4 separate regions of the Mus musculus genome follow, and regions 2, 3 and 4 are each linked to region 1. Evidence: chromatin contacts called from public HiChIP or PLAC-seq and promoter capture Hi-C data. All regions are on one chromosome and are shown on one strand. The core of a region is the stretch at or near the end of the contact, and the rest is flanking DNA. Distances in the headings are between cores, read along the strand shown. Region 1 holds the start of Pdhb (pyruvate dehydrogenase (lipoamide) beta). Region 2 overlaps Flnb (filamin, beta). Region 3 overlaps Flnb (filamin, beta). Region 4 overlaps Flnb (filamin, beta).

The links. Promoter capture Hi-C pulls out the DNA fragments that hold promoters and counts their contacts. HiChIP or PLAC-seq counts read pairs in DNA pulled down with a chosen protein or histone mark.
Region 2: a contact with region 1 is called in an H3K27ac HiChIP or PLAC-seq map of epiblast stem cells. The contact joins the enhancer-like site here to the promoter of Pdhb in region 1. A contact is called at or near these places in 9 of 39 promoter capture datasets (the C10 cell line, the HPC-7 cell line, cranial neural crest and 6 more), 1 of 115 datasets of contacts at active chromatin or transcription factors (epiblast stem cells) and 2 of 9 other capture datasets (liver and pancreatic islet).
Region 3: a promoter capture Hi-C map of the C10 cell line shows a contact between it and region 1. The contact joins the enhancer-like site here to the promoter of Pdhb in region 1. A contact is called at or near these places in 5 of 39 promoter capture datasets (the 3T3-L1 cell line, the C10 cell line, cranial neural crest and 2 more), 1 of 484 Hi-C or Micro-C datasets (pre-megakaryocyte-erythroid progenitors), 4 of 115 datasets of contacts at active chromatin or transcription factors (the SCID.adh cell line, bone marrow-derived macrophages, embryonic stem cells and 1 more) and 2 of 9 other capture datasets (adipose tissue and liver).
Region 4: a contact with region 1 is called in a promoter capture Hi-C map of the HPC-7 cell line. The contact joins the enhancer-like site here to the promoter of Pdhb in region 1. A contact is called at or near these places in 8 of 39 promoter capture datasets (the C10 cell line, the HPC-7 cell line, cranial neural crest and 5 more), 1 of 115 datasets of contacts at active chromatin or transcription factors (bone marrow-derived macrophages) and 4 of 9 other capture datasets (adipose tissue, embryonic stem cells, liver and 1 more).

What each region holds. Positions count from the first base shown.
Region 1 is chr14:8,168,045-8,176,044 of GRCm38.p6, reverse strand. It overlaps Pdhb (pyruvate dehydrogenase (lipoamide) beta), which reads left to right and starts at 3,053. Exons shown (of 10, transcript NM_024221.3): 1 at 3,053-3,154; 2 at 3,228-3,281; 3 at 4,515-4,622; 4 at 4,716-4,778; 5 at 4,870-4,905; 6 at 5,599-5,884; 7 at 6,226-6,336; 8 at 6,609-6,700. The coding sequence starts at 3,113.
Region 2 is chr14:7,846,964-7,854,963 of GRCm38.p6, reverse strand. All of the region lies in intron 1 of Flnb (filamin, beta), which reads right to left. Among named protein-coding and RNA genes, the nearest start is that of Flnb, 33 kb to the right of the region's middle. Within about 2 kb of position 3,328, at least 124 of the 459 cell types and tissues checked have an H3K27ac peak or open chromatin away from gene starts, as enhancers often do. A contact at or near this core is called in the HPC-7 cell line, epiblast stem cells, hematopoietic stem and progenitor cells and 1 more, where this site is marked.
Region 3 is chr14:7,893,428-7,901,427 of GRCm38.p6, reverse strand. It overlaps Flnb (filamin, beta), which reads right to left. Exons shown (of 46, transcript NM_134080.1): 14 at 7,541-7,684; 15 at 7,171-7,294; 16 at 6,741-6,901; 17 at 5,248-5,338; 18 at 4,873-5,042. Among named protein-coding and RNA genes, the nearest start is that of Gm45521, 60 kb to the left of the region's middle. Within about 2 kb of position 5,112, at least 36 of the 459 cell types and tissues checked have an H3K27ac peak or open chromatin away from gene starts, as enhancers often do.
Region 4 is chr14:7,909,930-7,917,929 of GRCm38.p6, reverse strand. Flnb (filamin, beta) reads right to left here. Exons shown (of 46, transcript NM_134080.1): 25 at 4,808-4,975; 26 at 2,546-2,669; 27 at 1,827-1,983; 28 at 547-736. Among named protein-coding and RNA genes, the nearest start is that of Gm45521, 43 kb to the left of the region's middle. Within about 2 kb of position 3,904, at least 99 of the 459 cell types and tissues checked have an H3K27ac peak or open chromatin away from gene starts, as enhancers often do. A contact at or near this core is called in the HPC-7 cell line, adipose tissue, bone marrow-derived macrophages and 2 more, where this site is marked.

The sequences.
Region 1 (8,000 bases), core at 1,804-4,303:
GTGTGTGTGTGTGTGTGTGTGTGTGTGTGTGTGTGTGTGTGTGTGTGTGTGTGAGAGAGAGAGAGAGAGAGAGACTCTGGAGCTCAGGCTTGCCTGCCCTGCTCAGGGGTCAGCCATATTTCTGAGTCTTGTGATGTCTGCAGGATAGTGTGTGTGTGTGTGTGTGAGAGAGAGAGAGAGAGAGAGAGAGAGAGAGAGAGAGAGAGAGAGAGAGAGAGAGAGACTCTGGAGCTCAGGCTTGCCTGCCCTGCTCAGGGGTCAGCCATATTTCTGAGTCTTGTGATGTCTGCTTCTCCCTCGTTGCTGATGTTCTTCACTCTGGGGATATTTGGACTCAGACACACAAAACAATGAAGCTCAAGTTCGTTTCCTCTGGTTTCCACCTTGTAATCCTTCAGGGACGTCTGCTTTGGGAGAGGGGTTAACGCAGACCAAGAAAATCACTAAGTGTGTGAATGAAAAATGAGATAAAAGGAGAACATGGCTATGCCTCAAGTGTGGAGAAGATGTCTATTGTAGACATAGGGAGAAAGCAGGCAGAAGGAAGAGTCCAGGCTGAACATGGCCAGCAGAGTAAACTGGGCTGTGAGAGGAGAGAGGGGAGGAAGAACAAGAAAGGACCTGGGAATAAGAGACTCATGTAGCCCAAATGGCTGTATTATATAGGGATCAGGCTGGGGACAGGAAGCCCAGCAAATGGTAGGGAGAGGTTTAGGATAGGAGGTGGGGTGAGAAGTGTTCAGAGGAGTCATAGGTATTAAATGAGACTTGTCCTGGGCTTGAGACTTAATACAGTGTATATGTACTAAGCTATTAATATGGACAGGCGGATTCTCTTTTATATTAGAGCAATCAAGTGTGTCTTTATGATATAGAACACAAAATGTCCCTTTCTGTTCCCTATCAAAAAGGACTAGACCCAGCTGGAACTAGAAGGATTCCAAGCACTGGCTGTTTCCTCCATTGCTGGAGGTAACTGGAAGCTTGAAGTTGTCAGAAATAAGTTTGGGGACACAACGAAAGAGACCAGCACTTCATTTGAAGTGTCTGGACAAGGTGAACTTTACTCCTGATCAAGAGGGAGTTCTCAGAAAGAGGGAATACACAGGGAGACTGGGAGTGCGTTTCATCTTCATTCTAACTCAGGCGGTGATTGTTTCTTTTCCGAGTTGGCACGAGTCTGAAATCACAGTCTGATGCAATGGCTATCCTTAGATGACTCAGCAATCAGGAAATGCAAGAGGAAGAGGAAAGGAGTGAAAGGAAGGCCCATTGCCCCAGGTGTTGAATTCCAAGAACAAAGCAGTGGGCCTTTGCATAAATTATGCTTAAGGAAGATTCAAACTTTTTTTTCAACTTTTTTATTAGATATTTTCTTCCATTTACAATCAAAAGATTCAAACTTTTGCTCAAAGCTAGGTGTGGTGGTCCATTCCTTTAATCCCAGCACTAGTAGGAGGCAGAGGCAGACAGATCTCTGAGTTCAAAGCCAGCCTGGTCTACATCAATTTCCAGAATGTCCTTTGGTTACATGAAAGAGTGTCTTTGTTCACATATACTCTGAAGTTAGGGGACTCTGATGTAAGCAAACTTCATAGTTTGAATAGATGAGAACACTAAAGCCAATGTAGTGAATGCAATATTTAAGTTGCTAGTAAATAGAATTTGGAACATTTAAGCCATAGAAAAATAGTGGTAAGAAGAAAAACTATGGACTGGTTGGTGGTAGCATAAACCTTTAATCCCAGCACTCAGAAGGCAGTAGCAGGTGGATCTCTGTAAATTCAAGGCCAGCCTAGTCTACAGAGAGAGTTCCAAGACACCCAGGACTACACATAAAAACACTTCCTTGTGAGGAAAAACAAAAACCAAAACCACTTACATTAAAGTTTTTCAAGGCAGGAGAGGGGATTTGAAGTCCTTGTCCCAAACACAAGTTTATATAATTTTTGATAGAAAGACTCATATTGGGGCTGGTGAGATGGCTCAGTGGGTAAGAGCACCCGACTGCTCTTCCAAAGGTCCAGAGTTCAAATCCCAGCAACCACATGGTGGCTCATAACCATCCGTAACGAGATCTGATGCCCTCTTCTGGTATATCTGAAGACAGCTACAGTGTACTTACATATAATAATAAATAAATCTTAAAAAAAAAAAAAAAAAAAAAGAAAGACTCATATTTGATATATCTCACATGGTGACCACCTGATGGCAGCAATGAGGGAGGTTTGGAAGGAGGTGATCCCATACCTCAGTGTCCTTTTACAGTCGATGAGACTGAATGCAGAATATAAAGGCCACATCTAAGTATCTATTCTCAACTGTCTCTTGTCCTGCTAAAGCTATGTTTCAGGCTTCTCCAGTCCCGGTATGCCATCTAAATTCAGCAAGATCAGAACAACCTCCTCACCTCTTCTCGCCTGGATGGAGATAATACAAACAGAAACCACCTAAAAGCACTTATCAAGCACACATCACAGTACTTGGCACACAGTGGACGCTTAGTGCCTACATGAAAGCTATTGTTCACATTCAATTTACAGCGCCCTTCATATAATGGTAGGTTCACCCTCCACTGTTGTGTGTGCAAGATTCACACGTTGCTCAAAGTCCTTCAGTGCCCGCAAAGGGGTGGCTTTACGGTCCTAGCAGCCTCGGTCGGATCAGGCTGCACTGACTCAGTCCCAGCACGTGAGCAGTCAGCAGTCAAGTCTGAGTGTAGGGCGTGTTAGGTGCATGACAGCCTCTGCAAGCGGTCTGCAAAGTTATCTCCAGTGCACCGGGTCAGAGAGGAACAGCAGCCTCACGTCACCTCTGCTGGACCGCGACTCGCTAGGTGGGCGGGGCTCGCAGGCGTCGAAACTAGCCGTTGGCTACGCATGCAGAGGCGGGGCCCAGAGGGCGCGCTCTGCCAAAGCCTGGGGGCGGGGCCTATGAAATAGCGCCTTGCTATTGGCTTCCTCAGGAAGACGGGACTCTCAGTTACCATTCTATTGGCTTTGCCGAACAGAGGTGGGACGTAAAGGTGTCACGCCCTACTATTGGCTGCGTCAGACGGGCTCTGCGGCGCTTCTGTGTTGTCATTCGGCAGCTAGTAGAGGACACGGGCAAGATGGCGGTGGTGGCTGGTCTGGTGCGGGGACCCTTGCGGCAGGTAGGTAGCGGCCCCTAGCGCGTCCACTGTAGGCCCTGTGCCCTTTCTGAACCCTTTTTTCTCTCCCTTCCAGGCTTCCGGGCTGCTGAAGAGGCGTTTTCACCGCTCGGCGCCCGCAGCGGTGCAGGTAACCGGTCCCGACGTCGGGCAAGGCCGGGAGGGAGCCCTGGGGCCCGGGAGCAGGCCTGAGAGATCGGGGTCGTGTCTGCCCCAGGGCCAGGTGGCATCTTGGACCCTGACAGCGGCCGCGTCCTGCGGATGATTCGCGCTGCCTCTGTCCTCGCCCGGTGCCATTCATATTGGTAACCATCCCTTCGAGGCCGGTGGCAGTCGAACAGACAACCACCTGCTTTCCTGACTTTTAATCCCCACCCTGGAGTTGTGGTAAAATGTAGCTTTGAAATCTTATGTGTTCAAATGTGGCATCGAATGAATTCACGGTCTACACTGTCAACTTCCAGAACTTTACACGATAATAATTCACACTCTTTCGGCCGCTGTTGTATTGTACTTTTCTGGCTCTTTTTGAGTTCTTGTTTTAGAGCGTCATATAAGTTGAATCTTTTGTTCTTTTGTGTCTGGCTTATTTAAAAAGGTTCATCCACATTGTAGAATACATTCATCAGAATTTGTTCCTTTGGAACGTTGAATCATATCCTTTGTACGTTTTATTTATACATTCATTTAAGGGTGGTTTGTTTCTATCTTTTGAATTTGTTACGGTGCTGAGAACATTGGCTTGCAGATACATGCTTTTTTTGGCATATATATATCTAGAAGGATTTTATCAGTCTACATTACTGTAGTAGCATAGCAGCACCTGCATTGTGGATGTCAAGTGTTGTGCACTAGTGAACGCTTAATACTTAGTCGTAGTTAGTATCCATAGTTAGACCTTCCTTGCTAGTTCTCTAAGTCTTAGTACTTCAAGTGTATTGGTAAAACAGCCTGGCATGCTTCCTCCGTAGGAAACTGCCTGGGAGCTGGTTTAGCAATCGCTCAGTTTTCTTGCCCGTGCATATGAAGCAGTAGAGCAGAAGTGTTCTGTAAGCTTGTCACTGACGCCTAGTGAAGATTAGTTGGCATAAGTGGTACTTGTTACGTTCTATGTGTGTGAGCATGCACATTGTGGTCAATGTGCAGGGGATCCGTTTCCTCCTTCCGCCATGTAGGAAACTGGAGATGAAACTCAGCAGGCTTGGCCACCTTGCCTCCTCAGATTCTTGGAATGTGGGCTGCCTGCATGAGTGTTAAATTTATGTGTTATGTTGTGGGCAGTGTAGGTAAGTATAAGGAAGGGGGTTTCCATAGTCTCCTGAATAATCCTGTAGCATGTTTTCTGTTTATATACTTGTGACAGTTGACAGTTCGTGAAGCTATTAATCAAGGTATGGATGAAGAACTAGAAAGAGATGAAAAAGTTTTTCTGCTTGGGGAAGAAGTTGCCCAGTATGACGGTGCATACAAGGTAACTGAAATAGATAAACTTTATGTAAAATTTAAAAGTAGCCATTTGCCCTGACAACCACTTGGAAGTGATGTGGTTAAATCTTAATTGTAGGTTAGCAGAGGCCTGTGGAAGAAATACGGTGACAAGAGGATCATCGACACCCCCATCTCAGAGGTGCACTCTCTGGACAAGCTTTGGGGGGGCTGGTCAAGTATTCAATTTTAATTTCTATGGACTTTTTCTTAGGCTGGTGTTTGCTTTACAGATGGGCTTTGCTGGAATTGCTGTTGGTGCAGCTATGGTATGTAATATTTATGGAGCTAATCCAAGGAGGTTTCCTTTAATAACTTTTGAAAATATTGTTTGCTCTGTGTGTTGTGGTGTTTGCCTTTACTCCCAGCACTCAAAAGTCAGGCAGGGCTGGTGAGATGGCTCAGCAGATAAAAGCACTGACTGCTCTTCCAAAGGTCCTGAGTTCAAATCCCAGCACCCACATGGTGGCTCACAACCACCCATAATGGGGTCTGACGCTCTCTTCTGGGACAGCTACAGTGTACTTACGTATAAATAAATCTTTTAAAAAAGGAAAGAAAGAAAAAAGACAGCAAGTACATTTGCCAGGCGTGGTGGCACACACCTTTAATCCCAGCTCTTGGGAGGCAGAGGCAGGCAGATTCCTAAGTTCGAGGCCAGCCTGGTCTACAGAGTGAGTTCCAGGACAGCCAGAGCTGCACAGAGAAACCCTGTCTCGGAAAAAAAAAGTCAGGCAGATCTCTGAGTTCAAGTCCAGCTTGGTCCACAAAGTGAGTTCCAGGATGACCAGAGTTATACAAGGAAACCGGTTTCCAAAAAACCAAAAGAAAAAGGAAAAAAGAAAAAAAAAAATACCCCCAAACCATGCTGCTTGTATGTCGGGAGAGTAGACTGCTTGGTTATTCACCACTCTTCCTTGTTCTACTTAGTCTTTTTAACATTGATGTTTTCCATTTGACAGGCTGGGTTGCGGCCCATCTGTGAATTTATGACCTTCAATTTCTCTATGCAAGCTATTGACCAGGTTATAAACTCAGCTGCCAAGACTTACTATATGTCCGCTGGCCTTCAGCCTGTGCCCATAGTATTCAGGGGGCCCAATGGCGCCTCAGCAGGTGTAGCTGCTCAGCACTCGCAATGCTTTGCTGCATGGTATGGGCACTGCCCAGGTTTAAAAGTGGTCAGCCCCTGGAATTCCGAGGATGCAAAAGGACTTATTAAATCGGCCATTCGTGATAATAACCCAGGTAACCCTACATCTCTTTTGAACACTAGAAAGCTGACATGAACTCTCTGCATATAAGGCATCAGGGGCATCTAGTGAGGCTTAGATACAGCATATGTATAACGTACTAATGATTTAGAGACAGGAAAGATAGTCAAAAATGTACTTTTTCTTCTCACTCTGAGGGGCTGGTTATTTACTGCATACCTGCACATTTGGCTTAACCTCTATTGACCAGACTGTGTGTAAACCATTTTAAAGTTCCTATATGAGACAGAGACCAGGCTTCTAATTCATAAGATGAATGGTTTTGTAGTATATGCACTCGTAGTTTGTTGTTTGAGAACTTATAATGTTTTGCAGTGGTAATGCTAGAAAATGAACTGATGTATGGAGTTGCATTTGAACTTCCTGCAGAAGCTCAGTCAAAAGATTTCCTGATTCCTATTGGAAAAGCCAAAATTGAAAGGCAAGGTAAGAACACCTTGGTATGCAGTAATCATTTTTACTGTAGCCCCTGTGTTTGCATAGGTCAGAAGTTACTGCTAACTTGTTTAACTTAAAAAGTAAGAATGAGTGAGCTTGTTAGGCTTTTCTGGTAGTTTGTATTTCATGACCCTGAATACAGCCTCATTGTACAGCTCACTGAAATAAGCTGCAGGTTTGATAAGACAGGCCATAGCTGCCTACAGAGTCACTGGTACAGCAGTTCCATTGACCTGTAATCTGTGACCACTTTATTTCAGGGACCCACATCACTGTAGTTGCCCATTCAAGACCAGTGGGCCACTGCCTAGAAGCTGCAGCTGTATTGTCTAAGGAGGGAATTGAATGTGAGGTAAGTGGACTTTCACTCCCCCTATCCCTCACAAATCAGAAAGGCTCCTTTTAAGATCCAAGACTGATGAGTTGGCTTAGCAGGTAAAGTTGCTGCCAAGCTCTGACAGCTCCTGAAAGTTGTTCTCTGCCTTCTCCACATATGCCAGCCACTGCATGCTGCTCTGGGACGGGGCTAGGGCCACTGGGTGAGGCGGGACATAGTGAGTCTGACTACAGTGCAACCCCATGGAACTGCAGGGCGTTGGACTGTGGGAAGCCGCAGAATCCTGCTCTGACTCTCAGGTACCACAGAAGAGCCTGTTCTGGGGTCCCTGGCCTACACAGAGCCCAGGGAGGACAGGTTCCCACTCTGGGATATATGTCGCTCTCCTGTGTGTCGCAGAAGAGCTGAGAACCAAATGGGGACCCTCGAATTTACTCTGGCCTGGGGGCCGAAGGAAAAAGGGCAGGAAGGAGAGCTCTGGCAAGTTACCGTGGGTTGGTGGTGGCCGTGGCTGGAGTGCAGGGAAGCCCCAGCGGGAGGTTAGACGGATATGGCTTGTTGGAGGGAACCCTGCTCCATTGCTCCAGCACTACAGATCCTGATGAAAAGAGGCAGTCCATGGTTTTAAGGTGTTTATTATAGAAAAGGCAGAGAGAGGGAGAGAGTAGAGAAGCAGAGGCCAGCCATGGCCATGTGGAGAGAAAGGGAGGAAGGAAAGGGCAAGGGAGCAAGAGTAAGAGGTAAGAGAGTAAGAGAGCGAGGAGGACGCAAGCAGCTCCTTTTTTAGTGGGATGGGCTACCGTGCTAGTGCCAGGTAACTGTGGGGGTGGAGTCCAGACCAGGAGCTTGAGGCATTGCCTACTTGACTGATGGGCACACACCTCTCTGCAAGGGGCTGTGGGGGTGGCTGTAGCTGTGACGGGAGCCAGGGGCCCAGGAGGCATAGCCGAACTCTCCACCAAGTCACCACCCACCAGGTCTGGGGTTCTAGGCCTGTGCTTGACTGGAGACCAGGCTATCTGTGCACTCTGTGCACAGTTCACTGCCCCACATACTGCTACTTTTTCAAAAGATTTATTTATTATCTATACAGTGGTCTGCCGGCATGTTTGTTTGCAGGCCTGAAGAGGCATCAGATCTCATTATAGGTGGTTGTGGTTGCTGGGAATTGAACTCAGGATCTCTGAGCCATCTCTCCAGCCCTTAAATTCTTTGTTGTTGGTGGTGGTTTTTGTTTTTTCAAGATAGGATTTCTCTGTATAGTCCTGGCTGTCTTAGAACTAGGGCTGGCCTTGAACTCAGAAGTCCAAACTGC
Region 2 (8,000 bases), core at 2,079-4,578, 320 kb after region 1:
TTTTAAAACAAATTTTTTTACACATACCACCCAAAGGATAGAGATACAATAATGCACATATTAAACTTTTCAATAAAGCTGCTTGCAGGGTTCTGTAGGATTCCAGGAATATGGGGAAAATCAACAGGCTTTATCCAGCAATAGAAACTGTGCCTTTGGTAGACTTGTGTGTGAAAGGGGAGCCACGGGCTGTGTATGACTGAGGTCATATCCGTACAGGCTCAGTCTTGAAGACACTGAAGCAGGGGCCTTTGCTCTGTTCCTAGGACTCTGGCTGGCTGAGTGCTGCTCTGCAGAGAAGATGGAGGAGAAAACTTTGCAGGTCTGCTAACTGTTTTGTTGAGATGTTCCCTCACTCAGTTTTCTCACAACGAAAATGCATTACTCACCAGACACACACACACACCCACTAGGAGCTGCAGGCACCAAGCCGCTGAGATGGCCTCCGTCTTTTCTGAACAGCTCAGGGGAGCAGGGGATGACATGCCTTATATTACACAGCGAGAAGACATCGTTTTCCAGACAACAGCAACAAAAAATAACTTCTTTGGATCTTTTCCCTGATCTCCTGAGCACTCTTGCAAGGTTCAGAAGCCAACCTGACCTAGTGCAATGACATTCCTGAATTCTCAAAGCTACTATGAGATGCCACTGTGAGCTCCAATTTCCAGATTAAAAAATTAATAAGGAGTAAATTAAGTCCAAAGCCACATAGCTCCATAGGGGAAGCAGGGATTTGAACTTAGGTCACTGACCCCAAAGCCTGCTGTTGGTCATCCTTCCCTAGAGAACCAAACAGGCGCACGAAGGATGTGCTCAATATATGGACAGAGTTGGCACAAATGCTTGAAAAACTGAAAAGGATTAAAAAAAGGAAAATGCCGAGGGTTACGTCACTCTCGTAAAAGATTTATCATCGCGCCCTTGAATTTTGTCCCATGACAACCGGTCTTGGCAAAAAGATAAACAGACTGAATACAGCAGGTCAGACTCACTGCTAAGTGGGGGAAACTCCATCTAACATTCCTGAGGCATGCTGTCCAGAGTGCAGAGCGTGTGACTGACACACGATTAATCTATCTCCACAGCGTTAGCCCAGCCACCGGCTGCTGCTGGACTGAAGGAAGAGCCAGTGTGCGCCAAATCTCCTTATTGCCAGTTCTTCATCCACAGCCTGTGTGGCTCTGCAGCTGCCTCTAAGCCCTGGCAGCTAACACTTGGAACTGTCCTGCTTACACTTGCCTCCAGGAGAGCTGCCCACTGTTCCCAGGCCACATTTAACCCTGGTCCCATCCTTCCACTACCTGGAGCACTCACCAGTATTTTCCTTAATTCAATTCGTCCCTGCCTCACATACCTTAAGCGATAATGCCCATGGAACTACAGGTTTAAAACACTAGTTACATTTTTTTAAATACTCATGAAAATACTAGTCCCGACTATTAAGGTTAGTTGTATAAATGTACCCTCATCATCTTGAGTGGCATATTTCTTAAAAGAGACCACATCAGCTCACTACCAGTTCCTTCAGACCACACACACACACACACACACACACACACACACACACACACACACAAACAAGCAAACATGTGGTGGGGTAGGGAAGTGTTTTGGCTAAAGCAACACTAGTAACACACTAAACAACTGTTGTTTTGGGACAGGGTCTCCCTACATCAGTGGTTCTCAACCTTTTAATATGTAGTATGAGAAATGGTGCACTATGTAGTCCAAGCTAGTTTTAAACCATAACCATTATGTCTGAAAAAATTAAGCTGCTACAGGGCACCTCAACATACAATTTATACTGACCATCTCCAAGAGATGACTAGGATTCCATTCAATTTCCAGACGTTACTGGACTAGGGAGTACGTGGAGTGTGCGCGTGTGTTAAGTCCCAAAGCCCTCAAGACAGTGCCACTGACCATGTCTCACGTTGACAGTCTGGCTTAGCTCCAGGTATAGGATTGCTGGTAATTAACACCAACTCTGAAGTCTGTGGGACATTTAACAGTTTGTGTGTGCGCTGCATGTAAGTGTGGAGGGCACAGGATATTGGATGTGTCTCCTTCATTTGTTCTCCATCTCACAATCTTATTTTTTGAGACAGAGTCTATTATTGAACCTGGGGTTCCCCGATTTAACTAAACCACTGGCTCAGAAAGTCACCTGTCTGCCCACTCCTGACCCTTCCATACCAGTTTTGGAATTACAGATGCACCCAGCTTTTTAAATGTGATAGGGTTTGAGATTGGACCTTCATGGCTTTTTCATCAAGTACTTTACCGACTGAGCCATCACTGAGCTGGAGAACACTATAAAAATTGTCTCAAAGGAGGCTAATTCTCTTCACTCTGGGGAATTCTACTTTAAACCACTCTTCAGGTCCTCCAAACATCCCCCAGAATCTGGGAAACGAGCATTTTATAAACAGTTAGGCCCAGGGTAAGAGAGATAGGAAACAGAGACGAAAGGGGAGCCCAGGCAACAAAGAATAGCATCTTTCTCCAATCTACAATGGTTCTGTAGCTGGGATTAAGAAAGTATAACCCTGCCTCTGGGAATCTAGAAGTTTTATAGATAAAAGAGAGAGAGAAAAAAAGGCTCTCTGAACCATTTTCCTAATTAAGGTTGCTAAAGAAAGACACCCCCTTTGCACCCCCTCAACTAGTGTTTATAGGTTCTGTTGATAACCAACTCGGGAAGCAACTTACTGTTCGGTGCAAGCTGTCATTTTTCTTTTCTTTTTCTTTCTTTTTGTTTTTATTTATTTATTTATTTTTTTTTTTTTGAGATGGGGTGTCAGTGTGTCTCTCTGTCAGGTCACTATGCTTTCGCCTCCACCCCCTGAGGGCTGTGATTAAAGGTATGCTCCACAATGCTCCCCTGCAAACTGTCATTCTTAAGCAGCAAGCAATGATTGGAATCCAAGCCCCAAGCAGCTTCCTCCTTCCTGGATTTGCTTTGGAACTTCTGATGTCAGAATCAACAGACTGCACAGTGCCTAAAGGAGGAAGTGGGAGGGTCTCCTGGATCCAGGCCATTGTTGAAGTCAGTACAAAGAGGAATCCCTCAGACGAGGACTGGCTTATCAAATCATGTGAAAGGGGGGAAAATTGAAAACTCCACCTGTACCCGTCCAGGCAAGGCACTCTACAGGGGTTATTTGTGCTTCCACTTTGGCTATCGGTCTTTTGAAACAAAGGTCCCCAAGGAATTGGAATTTCCCCAGGAATCTCATGCTGGCAAGAGGAAAAGGCTGAAGCCTGGTGTCGGCCAAGAGGAGGGGCTTATCTGACACCTGGGAGCAGAGACTGGAGCTGAGACAATGCTAAGTCAAGGCTAGGAGCTGGGGCGGGAGGAGAGACTGCCACACCCTGACCAGGACTGCTTATGTCTGGGCCTCTACTGAAATGTAACCCAGTCAGAAGCCTGAAGATGGAGTGAGGTGAGGTGCAGGATCCCTGGTCCTGTTTTTGTTCCTCTTCCCAGTGTGACCCCATTGAATAACTCTCCTCTGGTGGGGTCTGAATGAGACTGTTCTCTAAGGCTCAGAACCCGAACACTTTGTTCCCCAGTGCCAGGGAAGTGGTAGATCACTGGGAGGTGGTATCTTACTAGAGGAAAATGCCTGGGCAAGCCTTGAGCTGTAAACAAATTGTTAATGAGAATTACTGAAAGAAGCCCTATCTTCAAAGACTGACTGGCTGGATGACCAAACTTCAGTGAGGGAGAGAGGCTGAAAGTCACACATTCAGACCTAATCATCTTATCTTGGGCTAGTCTGAGCCCCCTAAATAGCCATTTCCTTGCCCACTTCTGTGTCTAACATCCTGTGACTAATAGATAAAAAACCTTTTGGAATCTATTACCTCAGCAGACCATTTGCTTCCTAACGCAAAAGCTAACAATGTCACCATACAGCATATGACGCCTATCAGGACAGAGTTCCTCATCTCACTGTGATCTGCTACCTGATGTATTTATCAACCTATTTCAAAATTATCCTGATTTATGACTTTCTTTGTTCTGTAACTACAAAACTCTTCGAAGGAAGTGCTTTCACGTGTATGGAGGGTGGGGGAGGAACTTACATGCTGTCCTCTGACTTCCACATATCTCTGTGGCACACAGACATTCACACCCAAGCTCAAATAAGTACTTAAAAATTTTTAAGCAACAACAACAACAAAACCCCAACTGGCTAGGATGTGTATCATTTTACTAGAAGGAATTTTGGGGTAGCCTGTGATAAAATTTTGGGGTTCTTTGTGGTCTTGAACAAAGAACTGAATAAGACAAGACACATTACTTAGGAAATCCAGTTCTCTTTGTAGGAAGAGAGTCTTATGCCATCCCACAGGGATGCTTGAAGACCATTTTATTAGAGTGTGAGAATAAAACCATAGGGTAGGTGAACTATCAATCCTACCAGTTGGAAGAAGGGAGATAACAAGAGACAAGGTCATGTTTTCTGAGCTAGAGTCAAACAAAGAAGGTCTGCAATAAAGGGGAAGAAGGGAAGGCTCAGAGAAGCCAGTAGGAAGGCCCGAGTGTCCGTCAATACACACATGCTTAGGATTTCAGCCAGTGTTCCTATCTGCAAGCAACTTCTGCAAGGGACAAGTCCCCGTGGTGAAGAAACGCATTATCTCATTGAGGGATAATTATTTCTTCATCTCCTTAGCAAGTCTTTACGGTAGGTCAGGAGCATGTCACCTAGCTAGGTGACTGACAAGCCCAGTTGGATTTACTCTTTAAGAGAGAGGACAACAGAATGCAATACTCTATTCTTTGTGGTAGATTATTAGATTGTCATGTCTTTGTCCATGGTCTGAAGAACTCAGTTCCTATTCTCTTGACCAAGAGAAAATTTCCCTTAATGAGTCACAAGGAAATAAGATGTGAGGTCCAACTATAATCATGAGTGGAGGGGTCAATCTTCAGTGTCTCCAAGCCAGTCTAATGCCTCCCTAGATGCCTAACAGTAGAGCCTAGCATACATAAGAACTTCAGAACCAGGACACAGATGCACAGGCACACACAGCTCACTGTGAAAGTGTGCTCATATCAACTGCATAGAAATGCCTAGAATTCCATACATGAACACTTCAAGAAATCCAGAGAAACGTATACGCTTGAAACTAGAGACCATGACGTGTAATGGTTAATTTTAACTGTCAAGCAAAAGCTCACAGACTAGGGTCTGGGCTGAGCATTCACATTCACTGCTCGGCCTCGCTCCAGCCATCATACCTTCCTTGCCACGATGAACTGTATTCCTGAACGGTAAGCTAAATCAAATCCTTCCTTCCTTCCTTCCTTACGTCGCTGTCTTAGTTAGAGTTACTGATATGAAACATCATGACCAAAGCAGCTTGGAGAGGAAAGGGTTTATCCTGCTCACACTTCCACATCACAGTTCATCATCAAAGTAAGTCAGGACAAGAACTCAGGCAGGGCAGAAAGCTGGAGCCAGGAGCTGATGCAGAGGCCATGGAAGAGTGCTGCTTACTGGCTTGCTCTGTCCACAAGCTTGCATGCCTGAGCTGGTCTTCAGCAGTCACTGGAATCATGAAGGACTAACTAGTTTCATATGCCAGTAAGGGAATGGACTTGCTAGCAAGAGAGAGCAAACAGACAAAAAGCAAAAGCTGCCTTCTTGCATGTCCTTATATAGGCTTCCGGCAGAAGGGGTAGCCCAGATTAAATAGGTGTCTTCTCACTTAAGGCCTGATAAAAGTGTGTGTCTTCCCTCCTCAGAATCCAGATTAGAAGGGGACCTTCCTAATTTAAGTTAAGCATAAATTCCCTTACTGGTATGGCCCCCGGTCTTAAATTTTAGTTAGTTCCAGATGTAGCCAAGTTGACAACCAAGAATAGTCATCACATTTTGTAATATTTTATGAGAAATTTCAATCAAATAAAACTAATTGGCTGTGGTTATCACACTTAGCATTTAATTTCTATTACATCCTCTCTCTCTCGACAGTTCAGTCTGGCATGGCAAAACTTTCGTTTAAAAACCAGGGAAGGGGGCCAATAGAATGGGTCAGTACGTGAGGGTGCCTGCTGCTCAAGCCTGGTGGCACGAGCTCAATCCCTGGAATCCACATAAAGACAGAAGGAAAGAACTGACTCCACAAATCATCCTGTGGCTGTGACACACATGTCAACATATATGTGAATTAACCTGGTGTATATATAGTGAGTTACTCACCAGCTAGTGTTACAGAGCATGTCCCTGTGATCCTAGGTGTTGGAAGGCAGAGGCAGTTGCATCTCTGAGTTTGAGGCTAGCCTGGTCTACATAGTTTCAAGACAGCCACTGCTACACAAAGACTCTCATCACAAAACAAAAATAAAAGAAGGGAAGGGGTACAGTTTTCCAAATGGCTTGTTATCCAAAGTAAAGGACTGAGACCAAAACTCTAAGTTTCGGCTGGGTCAGCAAGGCTTGTGAATGGAAATGATGTGTCCAGTCATAGCAGCTTTAAAAGGAAAATACAGGTGAGTGAGAAGGAAAAAGGTGGGGTGGGGTTAATGACTTAAGCTTGTTCTAGTTTAACTTTCTCCCAAGGTTAAAAAAAAAGACATTATATGCATCTAAATCTAGAGGACCCACCCCTTCCCACACAAAGAGCCCTCCCACACAAAGCTGAATGAAACAGCGTGGCCCCAGAGACTCTCCCTTAAAGCACCTTCCCTGACTCCCCAGATTAAGGGCCCCCACTCGGAGCTACAAAAACAGCCCTGACACCCTCTTCACAGCTCCTGCAGTGTTCATAGAATGAGCCGATGTTTCCAGGGCCTCTGGCCAACCGTGTAATCACCCCATTAGAAGCTTCTGGTTGCTCATCAGAATCTAGAAGCCTGATTGGGGCTGCACCAAAGCAGAAGGCTCTGTCAGCCTTCATAGCCCAATAAATTCCTCCACACCCCACCTGTGAAACTCCATTCCCATTTATTACCAAAACTGGAGTCCTAGCTTCAGGGCTTCTCCTGAGGCCTGAAGCTGGCTGCTCCTGCTGATGACATCATTGATGAGCGAGCGCCTGACAATGGCTCCCTAGAGCTTAAACCTTTGCTAATACCTAGCAAGAGCACATTCCTCCAGAATGAGGTCATGTTTAGCTAATTGCTAATCTGGCCCCTACCCCAGAGCCCAAAGCCACTAAGTGATGCCTAAACAGTGAGCCCCTGCCCCAGGACCTACTGAAGCTGCAAATACCAGCCTCTAAACAGACAAAACAGAGGCAGCTTGCAACAGGACCCAGGGTTGCCAGAGTTTGAAAATACAACAAAACACACACAGACAGGTCCGGTAAAGTTAAATATGAATTTAATAAGTATGCCCTGTGCAAGAGTTTCTAACATGCAAGAGCTGCGACATGTGGGGCACTCTTACATTAGAAGGATCAACATTGCTTATCTGAAATTCAAATGTAACTTTTCTCTGGTAACACATGTGAGTTTTTATCCCTTTGTTTGGTTTACTCGATTGCCAAAACTGCCAGGGTGTGGGGGACAGGGATGGGGAAGAAGGGACAAAGGGGAGGCACAAGAGGGTTGGGGCCAAAACTCTGTTGGTAATATGCTTGTCTAGTGTGGGGGCAGCCTTGAGATGGACTCCCCAGCACTATGTAACCCGTGCATTTGGAATGTGGAGGCAGGAACCATGATAGGAAAAGAAGGAGGGATGGGGAAGAGCAAGGAGGAAGGGGAGAGGGGCTGAGGGACAGATGGCCAAAGCTGAGAAAGTAGAGTATCTGTCTAGTGTGCTTGAGGTCCTGAGTCTGACTTCCAGTAGATCAAAAAGAAGTAAACGTATACCACACATTTACACACGTTGGAACACACACACACACACACACACACACACACACACACACACACTTGCCTTTAGAAAGAAAATTAGGGGACAAGCATGGTAGCTTATACGTGTAATGTCATTACTTGGGAGGCAAAGGCATGACTGTGGCGCCCACACAGTTGTGGA
Region 3 (8,000 bases), core at 3,863-6,362, 280 kb after region 1:
GAACTTTGTGTACTTCGACAAATCAAAAAAAAAAAAAAAATCACAAAATAGATCCAAGAAGTAGTTCTTACTGCTGCCTCCCCCATTTTTCAAGAAGACTTGGTTCAGAGGGGCAATGGAACATGCCCCCAACACACTGGATTCATACCCTTGGCACCCAAACCTTTATCTTTTCTGCTCTGCCACTGCACATCACCACATGCCACAGCCAACCCCAGCCATGGATGGGTACAGCCACTGGGCTATAACCAACAGAACCAGTTCTTCAATGCCTTGGCATTCAGTTTCGGGACACTGGGCAACACAAGGGAGGTGTTCACAGGAGCGCTCTTAGATCAGCACATAGACATAACTTCTAATTCCACTGAAGGAATAAAAGCAGTGCTGGAAGCCTGGCAGGGCCCTTGCTGGAAGCCCTGATGGCTGCACAACCCTGCAGCTGTTGTTCTTTGTCCACAGGTCCTGAGCCAGCTCACAACCGACTTCCTCTCTCTACATTCAGCTGCATAACCCCCCTCCACAGCAAGGCTCCACGAAAGCCTACTGCAATCTCAGCAGATCCGTGTTGTCCTCGCCTCGATGTCCAGGAATAACAAAGTGTGTGGGAGAGTGAGAGGAGTCCCCAGACAATCCAGCAGGCTCTCTGGCACACAGGCCCTGCTAAAAGCTGTCACCGATCGAGTGTTAAAAGGGTGTAGCTTTTGGCCTGATGTATATTTTCTCACATTCCTTTTGTAAATAAAGAAGGGAACGAGAGCCAAGGGGAGGAGGGATGGCTGCATCAACGGAGGAGGAGGAGCCGGTCCTTGAGGAGTTTTATATGATGCACAAAATCAACGGCCCACCTTAAGGGTCTAACATTTCATGCTGAACTGTGCATAGGTCAAATTCTACAGAGCTGGGAGCCAGCCAAGGAACAGGAAAGGTCTCCCCTAGTGCTAACTTCTGCCGCTGCACTATCCCCAACACCCCCAGCTCTCCTGAGCCTCCACTTCCCCACGAGCCGCTTAACTCCTTGGGTGCTAGGCTAACCCTGAGACCAACTTCAGGGCTAACCAGGCATCTTGGTAAGAAAGCCTTCCCCTCCCTGATAGATTTTTCTGGCCATTTCCCTGAAGTGCTAGAGCAAATGAAAAAAGTCCCTTTCCAGATAAGCCCGCCCAGCTCATAAAAGAAAGTATGCTTCGTTTCCACTCTCAGAAGCAACACAAAACTCAGCTAGGAAATGAACTCTGCCTTACACAACCTTAAGGAGTGGGAGTGGGTGTGTGCAGCCGTGGAGACTTACAGCTCCAAGCCCTAAGCCTTTCCTGTTTCTTCTGAGGCTAAGCTAAGAACAAACTTTTCTCCCACAGGACTGTCTAAGGCAGTGAGCAACTGTGTGTTCCACCAAGATGAAACTGCCTGCAAAACAGCTTTCTATTTCTCCCTTCATGCTTCTGAGACCCAGCCTTTATTCAAAAGAAGACAAACACACAGACCTGACAGCCTAGAAGATCAAGCAAGAGAGCCTTCTGCAGGCCTCTCCGCTTTGGAGACTTCTGAGAGACACCATCCCCACTGGGTTGGGTAACTCCTCTAGAATCCTGTGAGACACCACCACTTTGTTGAGGACATTTCAACACAGGGAATACTATCCTGTGAGGCTTGTGAGATCACAGGGTTCCCAGAGGTCATTGGTAGTACATGTGACCGCTTAAACCTAGTGACATAGCACAGCAGTTGGTCTGGGGTGAGAAACCTAGGCCACTTGAGACTAGGAGACTGCAGACAAGCAATGTCCTTGGGCAAAGCCCAGGCTCTCTGAGAAAGTCAACCTTTTTCTAATCTCTGGGAGAATCCTGAAGCCCACCTATCATGCCTACTTCTTGGAGGCAAAACCAGCTCTGAACACTGTATCATTATAGACATTTCTAACCATTCATATCATTTGTCCACTGTAGGTAAGTATGTGCAAACTGCCATTCAAGCACTAGCAGGGAACAGAAGTCAGCAGTCAATACTTGGGTTCCTCGGGGGCTTTAGCTCTTCAAAAACATGGTCTACATTCTGAGAAGGACATATAAAAATCTAGGGCTAGATGAACCCATGCCTCTCCACACACACACACACACACAAACAACAAATAGTTGCCTTTCTGGAAACGTCTAGTCTGGCAGTCCCAGAAATTCATCACAAGAAGGCATGTTCATGGGCATTCGTTTCCAGAACATGTGCCCTTCTCCGCACAGGGGACAGCCCTCTGATGGGCTCAGGACTATGAACCACACCCCACAGCATGGCTGCCGGATACGCTTTCCTTCACCTAATCTGGGGCTTTGGGCTCCTCCTGTGAATGAGACACAAGCTGTGCATCCCAACTCTTCTACCAGGTTACAATGCTCCTCAGCCAGCCAAACTTGTGAAGAGACGCATCCTACCACTCCCTCAATCAGCTGCCCGTCTACAGGGAGCACTCAGAGCCCCAAGCTCTGGTGCAGGACAAGCGCTACCCTACCTTGTGGTGGTTTGAATGAGAATAGCCTTCATAGGTTCATTTCTAAGGAAGGATTAGGAGGTGTGTGTAGCCTTGTTGGAGGAAGTTTGTCCTTGTGGGTTGCCTTAGAGGTTTCACAAGTCCACGCCAGGTTAGCCTCACCCTCTCTCTGCCTGCTGCCTCTGGTTCAGCGTGCAAGCTCTCAGCTTCTATTCTAGTGCCATGCCTGCTTCCCTGCCTGAGCCATGTTCTGAATCATGATGGTAATGGATTAACCCTCTGAAACTGTAAGCAAGCCCCCAATTAAATGACTTTGTCTATAAGTTGCCTTGGTGATGATGTCTCTTCACAGCAATAAAAAAATAACTATATAGGGCTTTGGCTCTATAAAAATAACTGTGGGTAGCCATAGTTCTGGAGGAGACACGTCACCTGATTTCTTTGCCACCGGGAAATGGAATGATGAGAATATAAGGCTTGCTCTTAATGGCCTCCGAGGCAGATCCATGCATGGTGTATAGAAGGCACCATGAATATCAAGACTCTACCAGAATTACTGGACATATCATAGCCCCAAGAGGCCTCTTAGCATGTCAACAGCCTTCGACTGCTGCTGTTTCTAGAGAACAGGATGAACTTGCCCTCAGGGTCATTCTAAAGTAAAGTGTCTCTTAATCTCGAACCACTCCAAATGCAACGAAGCTGGACTGGGCCTCTTGAAATGCATCCTGATTGGCAGCTTCACTTTTTTTAATGGGTTCAAGTCAAACTAAGATTCCATCCTGGTATCTGCAACTTACTAACTCATCCAAAAGACAAGAAAATGTGGTATGTGGATAGTAGACGTCAAAGCTAAGTCATAAAAGGTTTAGAAAAGCACCTACGGCTTTGTGATCTTTATGATGGCTTTCTGGTATGTTCTTCCAAGGAATGCAGAGAAACCTGCAGCAAAGAGCTTGTCAGGCACCCAGCCTAAGGTCCCACCAGCCTAAGGTCCCACCAGCCTAAGGTCCTACCAGCCTAAGGTCCCACCAGCTTAAGGTCCCACCAGCCTAAGGTCCCACCAGCTTAAGGTCCCACCAGCCTAAGGTCCCACCAGCTTAAGGTCCCACCAGCCTAAGGTCCCACCAGCCTAAGGTCCCACCAGCTTAAGGTCCCACCAGTGCTCAGAACCATCAGTGAGAAAGAACTGCCTGTTAATCACTGTATCTTCTGACCAGGCACAAGGACAGGCGATCTACAAATGTAAGGAACCTTTCAGTGGGACTTCATAAGCGGACAGGAAGAATGTCTAGAGGTAAGAGGCAGCACTTCCATGATGTGGTCCTCAGGTCTTCCCCTAGAGAATGCCTCCCACTGTCAGAGGTACTCCGTATTCCTATGACATTAACTCCAAGGATACAACACCTCTAAAGCAAGAAGGCTAGCTACACACACCCTGCACCCCCATCCTTACTGCACCCCTGCTCTTCCCCGCTTGACTCCCACCAGCCCCTTGCTGAGGGCCCAGGCCATGTGGACTGAGCAGTGTTTCTGCAGACAGCTACCTCTTTGTCCGACAGTTAGCTTGTTTACAAAGGAGGGTCCCTCCCTCCAGTTTGAAAGCATCTCAGAAGCTTAGACTGAGCATTTCTAACACGAGGCATGAATAAAGATCCAGACTCTCCTGCCAGGGTATCTGCCATGCTAACTCTGGAGGTGTGAACATGAAGAAAAACACAATTTTAAAGACTTGTTCAGGTTCAGAATTTCAGTTTTGCAAGATAAGAGCATGGGGAAGCTAGACAGAGGCAATGCCTACGCGGCGCCATCAAGTGTATAGCATACCATTTTGCTATGAGAAGGATGAATTTAAAAATTAAGGAAACAGATATAAACTTGTACAGAAAAGGTAGTTTTTAGACCTTTATTGCATAAAATAACAAATCTGCCTAGACAGCAAAATTCTTCAGAATTCCTGCATTTTGTTAAAGGGAGCCATTTGCAGCCTTAACCGCAGGCTCTGGGCCCTAGGGACTAAAAGCTGAATGGGCTCTTTGAGAAAAGATCCCACTAAAACACCTCATAAAAAAGGTAAACTATGTGCAACTGCCTGCAAAGGAAACTGCAGGTGGGAGCTTTCTATAATTAATAAAAGATTGGGAGTCAGAGGGATGGAGGAGGGAGACTGCATAAGAAAGTAGACCTGGTAGTTTTGTATATAAGAAGTTAGTATTTCTCTGATAAAAATCCCAAATTGAGGTGGGGGAGGGGGCTGCCTTGCTACTTCTCTGGGAATCCCACAGCACCCTCAGGCTCTCACCCAGAGAGGGGAGAGCACCCTGAGGTACCTCCACACACACAGCACTGCGTGGGAAGTGCCTGCGCAGAAAAGCAAGAGGCAGGAAGGACCCTACCTGCTGGGTTGGGGTGTATTTAACAGTATGTGAGTAGTCATAATTATCAATGATATCCAAGTCCTTCACTGCCTCCCCAGGAAGGGGGCTGCTGAACTGCACGTTGAGCGGAGCTTTTCCGGCTCCCTTGGTGTGAACAGTGAAGTGGGTTGGCTTCCCATTTTCCACGCCTGAAAGGACACATGAAACAGGGAGACAGGGTTGGTTAGAGAGGTTTCACTTTTAGAACCAGTCTGACAGGTTTGACAGCAGCAGCAGCCAAACACTGTTGCTGCCACATCAGATGAAGATAAGCCCCTCTAGGTCTAGACAGAACCCACGCTGCAAAGGTTATGGAAGCCTTACCCACCGCCATCTTACCCACCGCCATCTTACCTGCTTTACTCAACCCGGGGCCTTCTGCCTTCACCTTGCTGGCGTCATGGGAAGGGTCAACTTTGACTCTGAAAGGGCTGGCGGGGATTTCCTGAAGCAAAGACACATTTCAGAAGGATGGTACACTAGCAAGATTTTATGGAAAGGACCCAGATGTAGCTGTCTCTTGTGAGACTATGCCGGGGCCTAGCAAACATAGAAGTGGATGCTCACAGTCAGCTATTGGATGGATCACAGGGCTCCCAATGGAGGAGCTAGAGAAAGTACCCAAGGAGCTAAAGGGATCTGCAACCCTATAGGTGGAACAACATTATGAACTAACCAGTACCCCGGAGCTCTTGACTCTAGCTGCATATGTATCAAAAGATGGCCTAGTCGGCCATCACTGGAAAGAGAGGCCCATTGGACACGCAAACTTTATATGCCCCAGTACAGGGGAACGCCAGAGCCAAAAAGGGGGAGTGGGTGGGTAGGGGAGTGGGGGTGGGTGGGTATGGGGGACTTTTGGTATAGCATTGGAAATGTAAATGAGCTAAATACCTAATAAAAAATGGGAAAAAAAAAATCTTACTCACAGCCAGGCATAGACGTCATTCCCACAGCTTGGCTATTGAAACCACAGTGATTAGTGTTTCAGTGATTAAAAAAAAAAAAAGAAGGATGGTTCCTAGAGCACTGTCAGAGTGTAACCTTCTGCCCAAACCCGAAGGACAGAGTTTGCCCCAACACCCTCTTGAAAGCGCTGAGCAACTTCCATGACTGTAGGCAAAGCCTGCACACACTGGGGCAGATCTGGAACCCTGAGAGCACAAACACCCTCATGTCTTGACACCAGATGTTTGGGGACAAAGGATAAAAAAAAAGTACTACTCAGAATAAAGTAAAACCCAACAATATATAGGGTTAGGAGGTAGGAAATACCCTCTAGGAGTAGCGCTGGCCTGGGGAGTGAGAGCTTCAAGGAAGTATTCACGAGAGTGACTAATTGTTCACAAAGAATTACCAGGCTGTGAGAATGAAAGTAGATTAAATTAATTAGGTCGTGCCAACTTAAGATCATTAACTTGAGGCACAGACTGTTCTCCTGAGCTTCCTAATTTTCATATAGTTCATTTTGATCATTAGAATTTCAAAATGCCTTGTTTCAGAGTACTCCTCACAGGACTACATTAACACACAGCTGATGCTTCAAAAAGCTCTTGCTATAAAAGTTTAAGGGCAGAGACCAGAGTTATGCTAAGAGGTCCAAGTGAAGTACATCTAGAAGTTGCCTAACTTTTCAATCAAAAGCTTAGTGAATGCTAGGGTCCTGCTTTTAGCCACTCACAGAAAAGAGTGCAAATTAAGCTTAGCACCCCACCCCCAACTCCTTTTGGTTTTAAGAAAACAGAGAAACTGAACACAGTTCTCAAGGCTAAACAAACAACAACAAAGCAAAAAAGGAGAGATACACAAGGCTCATTCCATTCTGTCCCTCGCAGGCCCCAACGTACCTGAGATGCAAAGAGAACTTTGATGGTATACCGCCCAGGGGCAGGAGGTACGTATTTGACAGTGAATGTGTCATTGGCATTGTGAATAATGTCAAAATCGACATCTTCCTCATCGTCACTTAAAACTCGGGCATCGCACTTGATACCAACACTGACATCACCTGGAACACACAGACCAGCTTATTAGAACCAGTTTGCAAGCAACAACGTGTCTTGAACAGTCACTTCCAGCTTGGGCTAACATACTGCAAGAACAACCCAAGAAAGGGGAGGAAGCAAATTGGGGTTTTGGAAAAGGACACAGAGGATTAGCTAAGATCACCAAGGAGCCAGCACAGCTCATTAGCAAAGTTCTCTGCCCTCCAATGTTAGAACAATGTTCTTCCGAAAGGAGAGACAGTCAGGGGTGGGGGGAGGAACCTCAGCTCACCTTCCCCGGCCTCCGTGCAATCCACTGTAAAGTGAGTAGGCTCATTTGCCTTCAGACCACTCCTCTCCACGCCTGGGCCAAACACTTTGACCTTTTGGGGATGGCTACCTTGCCCAATGTTGACCTAGAAAAATCAGGAACACAGAAAATACATTCTATCAAAAATATTCCTTCCCTGAGTCCAGCCAAAGAGTAGAAATGGCCATTTTGTAAGTCTATAGAGTATTTTGTCCTTTAGGACAAGTTTCTTTTCAAGGCGTGTCCAGAATGGGTTCTTCCTATACGTCTGCCTTGACCATCTGTATACAAAGTGCAGACTCAACACATAGCCAGGGTTTCTCATATGATCAGCATGGGCCTCACAACTTACCCTGTAGGGGCTGTGTGGTATGTTCACACCTCCCCAGACCACAGCGATGGTGTGCTTGATGGCTTTAAGTGGGGTATATGAGCAAGCATAAGTGCCGTCCATCCGACTCTTCATCTGGATGTCAATGGGCTGGCCTTCCCCATCCTGCAAGAGAGCCAGAACCTGAAGCAAAGTGTTTCTCAGTGTCTCCACCAAAAGGGGGTCACTGAGGCTTCTAGAGATGGTCAGTATCCCACCAATTTATCTTAGGAAATCACACAGCAACTGTAACGTGCTAAATACTTCCTATACACAGACCACAGGCAACAACAAGTAAACCCAAAGTCCCCCAAATGCGAGGCCTCACTGGCTCACTCAGGATGATCTTGATGTCCTACCTTGGGCCTCCTAATTACTAGGGATCATGTACATGTTGCTGTGCCCAATTTCATTTATTCACTCGTAATTACTAAGAATAAAT
Region 4 (8,000 bases), core at 2,655-5,154, 260 kb after region 1:
TGCATCCCCTCCATGTGAGCCTTGGACCTGAGTTCGGTGTGTATAACCCCTTTTATATAGTCAAGCAAGCACGTCTGAGAAGCTGAAGCAAGGGTGAGGGTAATATATTCATCGATTCTGGAGAGGGAAATCCGAAGTCCTTCCATGTTTGTTTTCTACTGCTGATCTGTGTAAGATGTTCTTGAATGACTCCTGAACAAGCGAGCCCCTCACTTAGAGAGGCAGAGACTTACTGCTTCTCATATAGCAGTTTCTGCCAGAAACCTCACTGGTGCTCTCACCTCAGAAGTAACAGGCCCCCTGGCCCAGACATCACAGTCAGCGTCTATCTCACCTGACCTTACCCCATTTTTGCTATAACCTGGTGATACCATCTCTGACACCTGGAAATGATTCTGGAGTCTGAATGTTCTCATCTGTAAAAATGTTCACTTTGTATGTGTGACTGCTGTCAGAAAGCCCAAGCATCCTCTGGTTGCACAGACATTAAGTGGATAGAGAAGGCCAGAACACATACCCCTAACTCTTACCTTCCCCTGCACTCACCTGTGGCCAAGCACTTGCTGGCATCGCCTGTCTGTGTGGCCCGGATACGGTAAGGAGAAAGTGGAATGTTGTCTCCACCATAGGTGACTCCAATCATATAGCGTCCGGTCTTATCAGGGATATAGGTAACGGCATATGTGCCATCTTTGTTGTCGTGGACAGTAGCTCTTTGAGGCTTTCCCTCCTGGTCCTGTGAATCACAGAGCAATGATATTTGGGATGCTGCTATCAACATATAGAAACCAGTCACAGCAAGCCATGTTCTTTACTTGGCACCTCTGTATGTGGGAGCAGACGAAGGGTGGCAGGCTGTGACCCTGTTCTGTTGGTTTTGGGTAGGGAAAGAAGAGGGTCACAGACTAAACCCATGACAAAGAGTACTGAGTATCACATACACTGAAATACAAAGACATGGCAAAAGCTTTCCACCTCTCTTTTCCCTTCCTGTCCTGTTACCAACAAAAGACTCCTTAGCTAAGCACACCACTGAATACGAGACTCCACATGCTAGCAGCTCTGCCACCAGGTTCAACCATGTGACTGCTTGAGATGGATCGTCCATCTACGAGAGCCATTTTCCTCCCTGTCTTCCTTCCTTCTGGTTCACCTTCTATTCCTGATGAGCAGAGCTCTGCAGGCTCATGGTCCATGAGGAGACATTAAGGACAGAGCCACACACTAGGTCAGAGATGCTGGCTTCCTTGTGAGCCATAGAGCACCTAGGTGGCCTACCTCTGGCTTCCTTCCCAAGGAAGGACAATCCCATGTTGGTGGCTCTGTGGTATGTAAAATTTTAGCCCTCACTAACCCAATAGGCAATTAAAACATTTAAAATCGGTGTAAGAAGAGATGTAGTAACACAGAACAACTGGTGCTCGACCCATGGTCACTGCAGAAGCTTAAATGTTCTCCAGTGGAGATTCTGACCCAAAGAAGTCCCCAAAATATGTGCACTGGGGTAGAAAACAGTCACTAAACTCCTGTTTTTATCCCTTTCCAGAATATTAAGTATTCCTAATAAGGTTTGGCCCCACCTCTTAAACTCTTTTTTTTTTTAAAATTTATTTATTTATTGTATATAAGTACACTGTAGCTGTTTTCAGACACCAGAAGAGGGCATCAGATCTTGTTACGGATGGTTGTGAGCCACCATGTGGTTGCTGGGATTTGAACTCAGGACCTTTGGAAGAGCAGTCGGTGCTCCTAACCGCTGAGCCATCTCACCAGCCCCCCCCCCCCCCACCTCTTCTATATATACAACAAAACAACCACACAGTTACCGTGATCTGGACAGCAAGCAGGCCTTCGCCAGCATCTCTGGCATCAATGGCGAACTCCACAGGTAGGCTGGCGGGTACCCCATAGGCGCTGAGGCCAGGCCCAGAGGCTGTCACTTTGCTTGCATCGTATGTGGGAAGAACCTTGACCTTAAAGGGACTTGATAGACACATAGAAGACTGGTCAGTAAGGATACAGGTCAGCCCTGCCCCATCTGTTCTCTCTTACACAAAGAACTAAGGCTGAAAGGAGGATTTTTTTTTTTTTTTGGAGACAGGGTTTCTCTGTGTAGCCCTGGCTGTCCTGGAACTCACTCTGTAGACCAGGCTGGTCTCGAGCTCAGAAACCCGCCTGCTTATGCCTCCCGAGTGCTGGGATTAAAGGTGTGTGCCACCACGCCTGGCGAAAGGAGGATTTTTACAAGCGGTAAGAGAATTTAATAAGAGGACCAGATCCATTGGAAATACAGAGCCACCAAGTACAAGCCATTAGACAATAGGCAATCCTAGCTTCCCTTGGAACGGAAGACAGAAGAACGGGTTGACCCTAGAACAGAAGCCACGGTGCCTACTGGATGCCACCACAATGCTCTGTTCAATGTGCTAATGGACAGTGGGTGAGTGGCTGGGGAATGGGGTGGCACTAGGACAGTGTGATCAATCCTGTGGGTGGACAGGTCTACGGCTGAATTGTACCCAGGCCTGAAGGCTGCCATGCTCACCTTCGGGGGATCTCTTCATCAGCATATTTGACGGAAACAATGTAGGGCCCCTCCTGAGATGGCGTGTAGGTCACTGTGTGGGTGCCGTCCCCATTATCTACCACATTCACCGGCTCCACGAGGCCTAAGGACAGGAATGAGAGGTCTGACTGACAACCTGGCCTCCTGCTCACAGCACCCCAGCTACACATAAAAGAGAATCACGTCCATTCCCATGAACTGAAGAGTAACACAAAAGCAAGTAGGCCTAGTCACAGGACATAAGTCACAGTAACGGGATTGACCCCAAGAGATACCTCTAGCGTTTTGTGAGCTGAAGTACACTCAGCTTGCTATAGCTCCCTCCAGTACAAGTAAGGGGACTGCCCATGCTTACTGCTGGAGGTCTTTGCAGACATACTACATATCCTTTCAAGTTAAACATGCTTGGATGTGTCAGTTTTAGTCTATAGCTGAGAAAGTGCCCGAGTGTCTAGAAACCTCAACAGCAAAAAGTAACCTGTGGGCTGGCCAGTCAAGACCTGGGCCCATCTTTCAGCAAGAACACAGTGGGGCCAACATGCTGGGGTACAGAGCAAGTAAGGGTGCCAATCTCAAGGAACAAGAGGGCCATCAATGAGATGCGATGGGTGATGATTCGAGAGAATGTTAAAGCCTGATTAAGGCCTGCACTAGATTGATAGATTCTAGACCTGAGCCTGAGGTCAAGGAGGGGTCGATGGCACAGGAGGTTAATCAGCAGGGCATGCTCATTAAACAGATCAGGTGAAGTGAGGACAAGGCAGTTAGAGGTGGGGCTAGGCTAGAGGCAGTCAGGCTACATAGTTGAAAGCAGCCGCTAATGGGAGAGCACAAACCTCAAACCTGTCTCTATAAAGGCAACCTCTGGGTCAGCTTTAAAAACTCAAAAGGCTTTCAAGGGGCTGTGCTATGACAGGGAATCCACTACATCAGCTTAAGTTACAAGGCTGTTTACTTGAGAAGTCCTCCACACTAGAGGCTGCTGTGTAAGTAACCCCCCCCCCCCCAAACCCACACACACACACACACACACACACACACAGAGACACAGACACACACACACAGACATCCACTGCATCAGTTTAAGTTACAAGGTCATTTACTTGGGAAGTCCACGTTAGAGGCTGCTGTGAAAGTAACCCCCCTGTCATACAGACACAGCAGACACACACACACACACACACACACACACACACACACACACACTATATTCAGAAACTTCGCTAAGGGTAAGTCTGCCCCATGACCTCATTCTCTCAGACCACTCTTTCCCTGAGCTTCAAAGGCGGAACCTCCTGCTGAACTCCACTAAGGAGAGGTTGCTCTTCAAAGGAGGAAGCCCCGGCTCACTACTTCTGCAAGCCACAAACACATCACAGGGGAAGTTGGGGGCAGGAGGAGAGAGGCCTAGACTACTTAAGAAATCAGGCACACTATTTTATATGGAAAGAGAGGTACGTGTTAAATACGGAAGAAATACGGCAACAGGTTTCCGAAGTTCAGGTTTGTCCCCAAATGGCCTGCTAGTCACCTGAAACCTTAATTCCAGGTTGTCAGCAGTACAGGCCAACTGCCAACAAAACTCATTCCCCCAGAGACCCTCTCTTCAGGGAGTTGAGACAATGACAAAGCTATAACCCTGACCAAGATTCTGGTACGTTCCACAGCAATACTGAGCATCTCAGAGGGATCACCTTCAAACCCTAGCTCCTGCTCACATCCAGACCAAGCCTAGGCACCTCCCACATGCTAAGCATGTAGTGTTGCAGCTGGGTGGACAGTGCATGCTAAAGCCCACAGAGCCCTCCCTTCAGCAGGCTCCTTGAGAAAGGGACATTTTCAGGCACATGCTTGATGTTCTAGTCCTCAGGAAGCAGAGGTAGGAGGGCTGCCAGTTCAAAGCCTGTCTGGGTTACTTAGACCACATTTGGGAAAACCAAAACAAAGCCTGGGATGTAAGCTAGCTGAGAGGACACCTGCCTGACATGGGTAAGATCAGGGTTTGGTCTTCAGCACCATGAAATAAGTAAGTAAAACTATAAAAAGAAACTTAGGGCCATGTTATTAACAGGAGAAATGGACTTATGGAAATATAATACACCAACTTGCTGGCTAGCTAGACTGGGGAACAGTAAATTAACTGAGAGTATTTAACTATAAGCTCATAAACAATCTCATAAGAAAGAACTGGCTCTGGGCCATGGTGGGTGAATGTGGGTGGCAGACAGGATGCAGACTCACCTCTTGGGCCCAGGACCCTCACTTCCAGGGGAGCTAGGCCAGCCTTGCTGCTGTCCACTGTGAAGGACTGCGGGATGCATGCTCGGACACAGGAGCTCAGACCGGGGCCAGCAATCTTGACCTTGCTGGGATCCACAACATCTTTTGAAGGAACTCTGAAGGGGCTGCCTGGAAGAGTCACGGGATTCTGAGCATGAAGCAATAGAGAGAGCACCCGCACAGACCCAGAATCACACTGCTGCTCTACCTGGACCCTGACCGTATGAGTCTCAGTCAATTCACTGTGGAAGCAGCAATGTGCCCACTGTTATTCCCACATCTGCCATCCAGCACTAACCACATGCCAACATAGCATCTGTGGCCTCAGTAAACCTTATAGGAAGCCAAAGATCTGGCAACGAGCACATTCTTCTAACATTCCGTGTGGCATCCACTGGAAGGTATACAAGGCAGAACACACAGGAGACAATGAAAGTGGTCTGCAGGAGACCAGAGAAAGATGTCCATTAAGACCCAAGGAATGATGTAAGAGGAAGCAGCTTCCACTCAAGGGGAATTCCCAGGAAAGCAAACAGGACGCTGGATGCTTCAGTTCTCAGGAGCTAGTCCTGACCAAGAAGCACGACACTGAGACAAGCAATGCCTCTGGCTACGGGGAGTTGTGGAGTTCACAGAAAAACTGATATTCAGCTCTGGGAGGAGACAAAGCCTGAAACATCGGAAAGAAGAGTAGGGCAGAGGGGTCCACTCATGCAAAGGCATAGAGAAGGAGGAGAAGAAAGGCTCTTGGAAGAATGGAAGCGAGCAGCTTGGTGGGAGTATACACAGAAGAGGAAAAAAGAGTGGGTGGGTCATCCTAGCCTTGCCCCTCCCTCCTGTGGAAGCCAGCACATTCTGAGCACACATGGCGGCTGGGTTCCACACTCCTCTAACTATACGTTGTGGTATGACTGTGGGGGAAACCTCAGGGCCTCTCGCTTTTTAATGATGTCAAGTATAAAGACTGACAAGACATGGTGAATCCAGGGAAACCAAGATTTGTAAGTGAAACATTAAGAAGAAACAAGGGCAGAACCAGGATTGCCAACAGGACTTCTCACACGGCAGGCTTGCCTGTGTCTCCAGTAGCCTCAGGCTACCAAGACCTTTACCAAAGAACTCAGAGCATCATTTGCCCCAGGCAGGAAGGACACAGCCTGCACATTTCACAAGGTATGGCGACTGCCAGACTCCTGCCATGGAGATAAATATCTCTGCTGTGTATCTAAGAAAGCTTCCACTTAGCAGAATCAGGGGTTATAACACACTTGCACGAAGAACTGAGACCCTGGCAAAGATGAGCACCACCTTCCATGCTGGGACTTAGGGGAACAAGAGAGTGATTTATTTGGGGGTGATAATGGAGAGTTCCAATGTCAACAAGTAACTACAGACTATGTCTGTGGCCAATTACTGGACCTGGAAATTGTCTAAACTCAGCCCGAGAGCAGCCTTGAAGCAGAAAGCAATGGCCTAACAAGTCCAGATCCCATTATCTGCCAACATGCTGCTCGATGTTCCAGGTAAACATCACCAGCTGATCACAACCCTTCATGAATCCCAACTAATCAACTGGTCTACCACCAAGACTGCAGCTGGGTCATCGCAGGAAACCACTAAGTTAATAGAAGTAAGATGGGATATTCTGTCTGAAATAATACCACCACCCAGCATGTAGGAGGCTGAGGCAGGAAGATTCCAAGTCTGAGGTTCTATCTGAACGGAAAAAAATCCAAAAACCCACCAAAGGTTTGCATCAGGCCAGAAAAACCTGAACCTTAATCATCGCAGTCCCCAGAAAAGCAGACAGGATGCTGGCAGGTCACAGATGCTTCGGCCCTCAGGAGTTGTCCAGGCTGGATAACCTGACACTCAGAGGAGCCTCTACACGGGACTGTTCTGGAAACGGATACTCAGCTCTGGAAGGTTCTTGTTGTTACAATCATTTGTTTAGTGCTAACTGACAGGTCCTTTTGCAGGGGAATTCCAAAGCTCGTGGGATTCAGCCCTTTCTGAAAAGCCAGGGTAGTAGTGCTTCCCACAACAGAAGCACAGAGAAGCCAGCAGAACTACCTGCCTGGTGGGAGACACAGACACCTCCCCGGAGACAACCTTCTGCTCATACTTGGTGCTCAACTCTGAGACAGCACTGCCCCGTGGCAAGGCACAAAGGGGGGCCTGACAACTCCATTCTGTCCTTTCTCCCCATTCCCTTGCTTCTAATCAGCACCAAGTTTATCTGCATCAATGTAGGTGCTCCAGAAGTGGGAGCTTTGTCTTTATTTCTAGCTGAAATTCTCTACATTAAGGACTAAAACAAACAGACAAACAAACAAACAAACAACACCAAACTCTATTGATAAGAGTAGCAAGCACGGGTTTGAGGAGAAACTAGTCATTTTGAACTACTAAAGCTTATATAGACATGTCAGCACTGTCAGGGGTAGAAACCCTGTTTTACACTAAAGATATAGATCATTAAACAAATTAATAAGTAATAATTTGTATTAGTGTGTCTTTTTCAGCTGCCGGAATTAACAGTGCAAAGAAAAAAGCAAGATACATAAATAAAGTGAGTAAGAGCCAAGCCCCAGGGCTGGAGAGATGGCTCAGTGGTTAAGGGCACCGACCGCTCTTTCAGAGGTCCTGAGTTCAATTCCCAGCAACCACATGGTGGCTCACAGCCATCTGTAATAGAATCAGATTCCCTCTTCCAGTGTGTCTGAAGACTAAGACAGTGTACTCATATACATGAAATAAATAAGTAAATCTTAACAACAACAAAAAAAAGGAGTCAAATCCCAAAGTTTTGGGGCTGAAGGAATGGATTAGTGAGTAAAAGCATTTATTGCTCCTATTGATAACCTGGGTTCAATTTCTGGCACCCATATAGGGTGGCTCAGAACTGTTGTAACTCCAATTTCAGCAGATTCAAAATCCTTTGGCTTCTATGGATACCTACGTGTACATGCCATAACTAAGCTCCTACAACCACAAATATATATTAATAATAATAACAACAACAATAAAAACTTTAAAAACAGAGATTTTCAATATTGTAAAGAGTAAACTTTTGCTTAAATCAGAAACTAAGTCACACGAGCCGCTCTTTCTAGCTGAAGGCCCAAGTCAACGCTTTCTACCATGTTGCTGG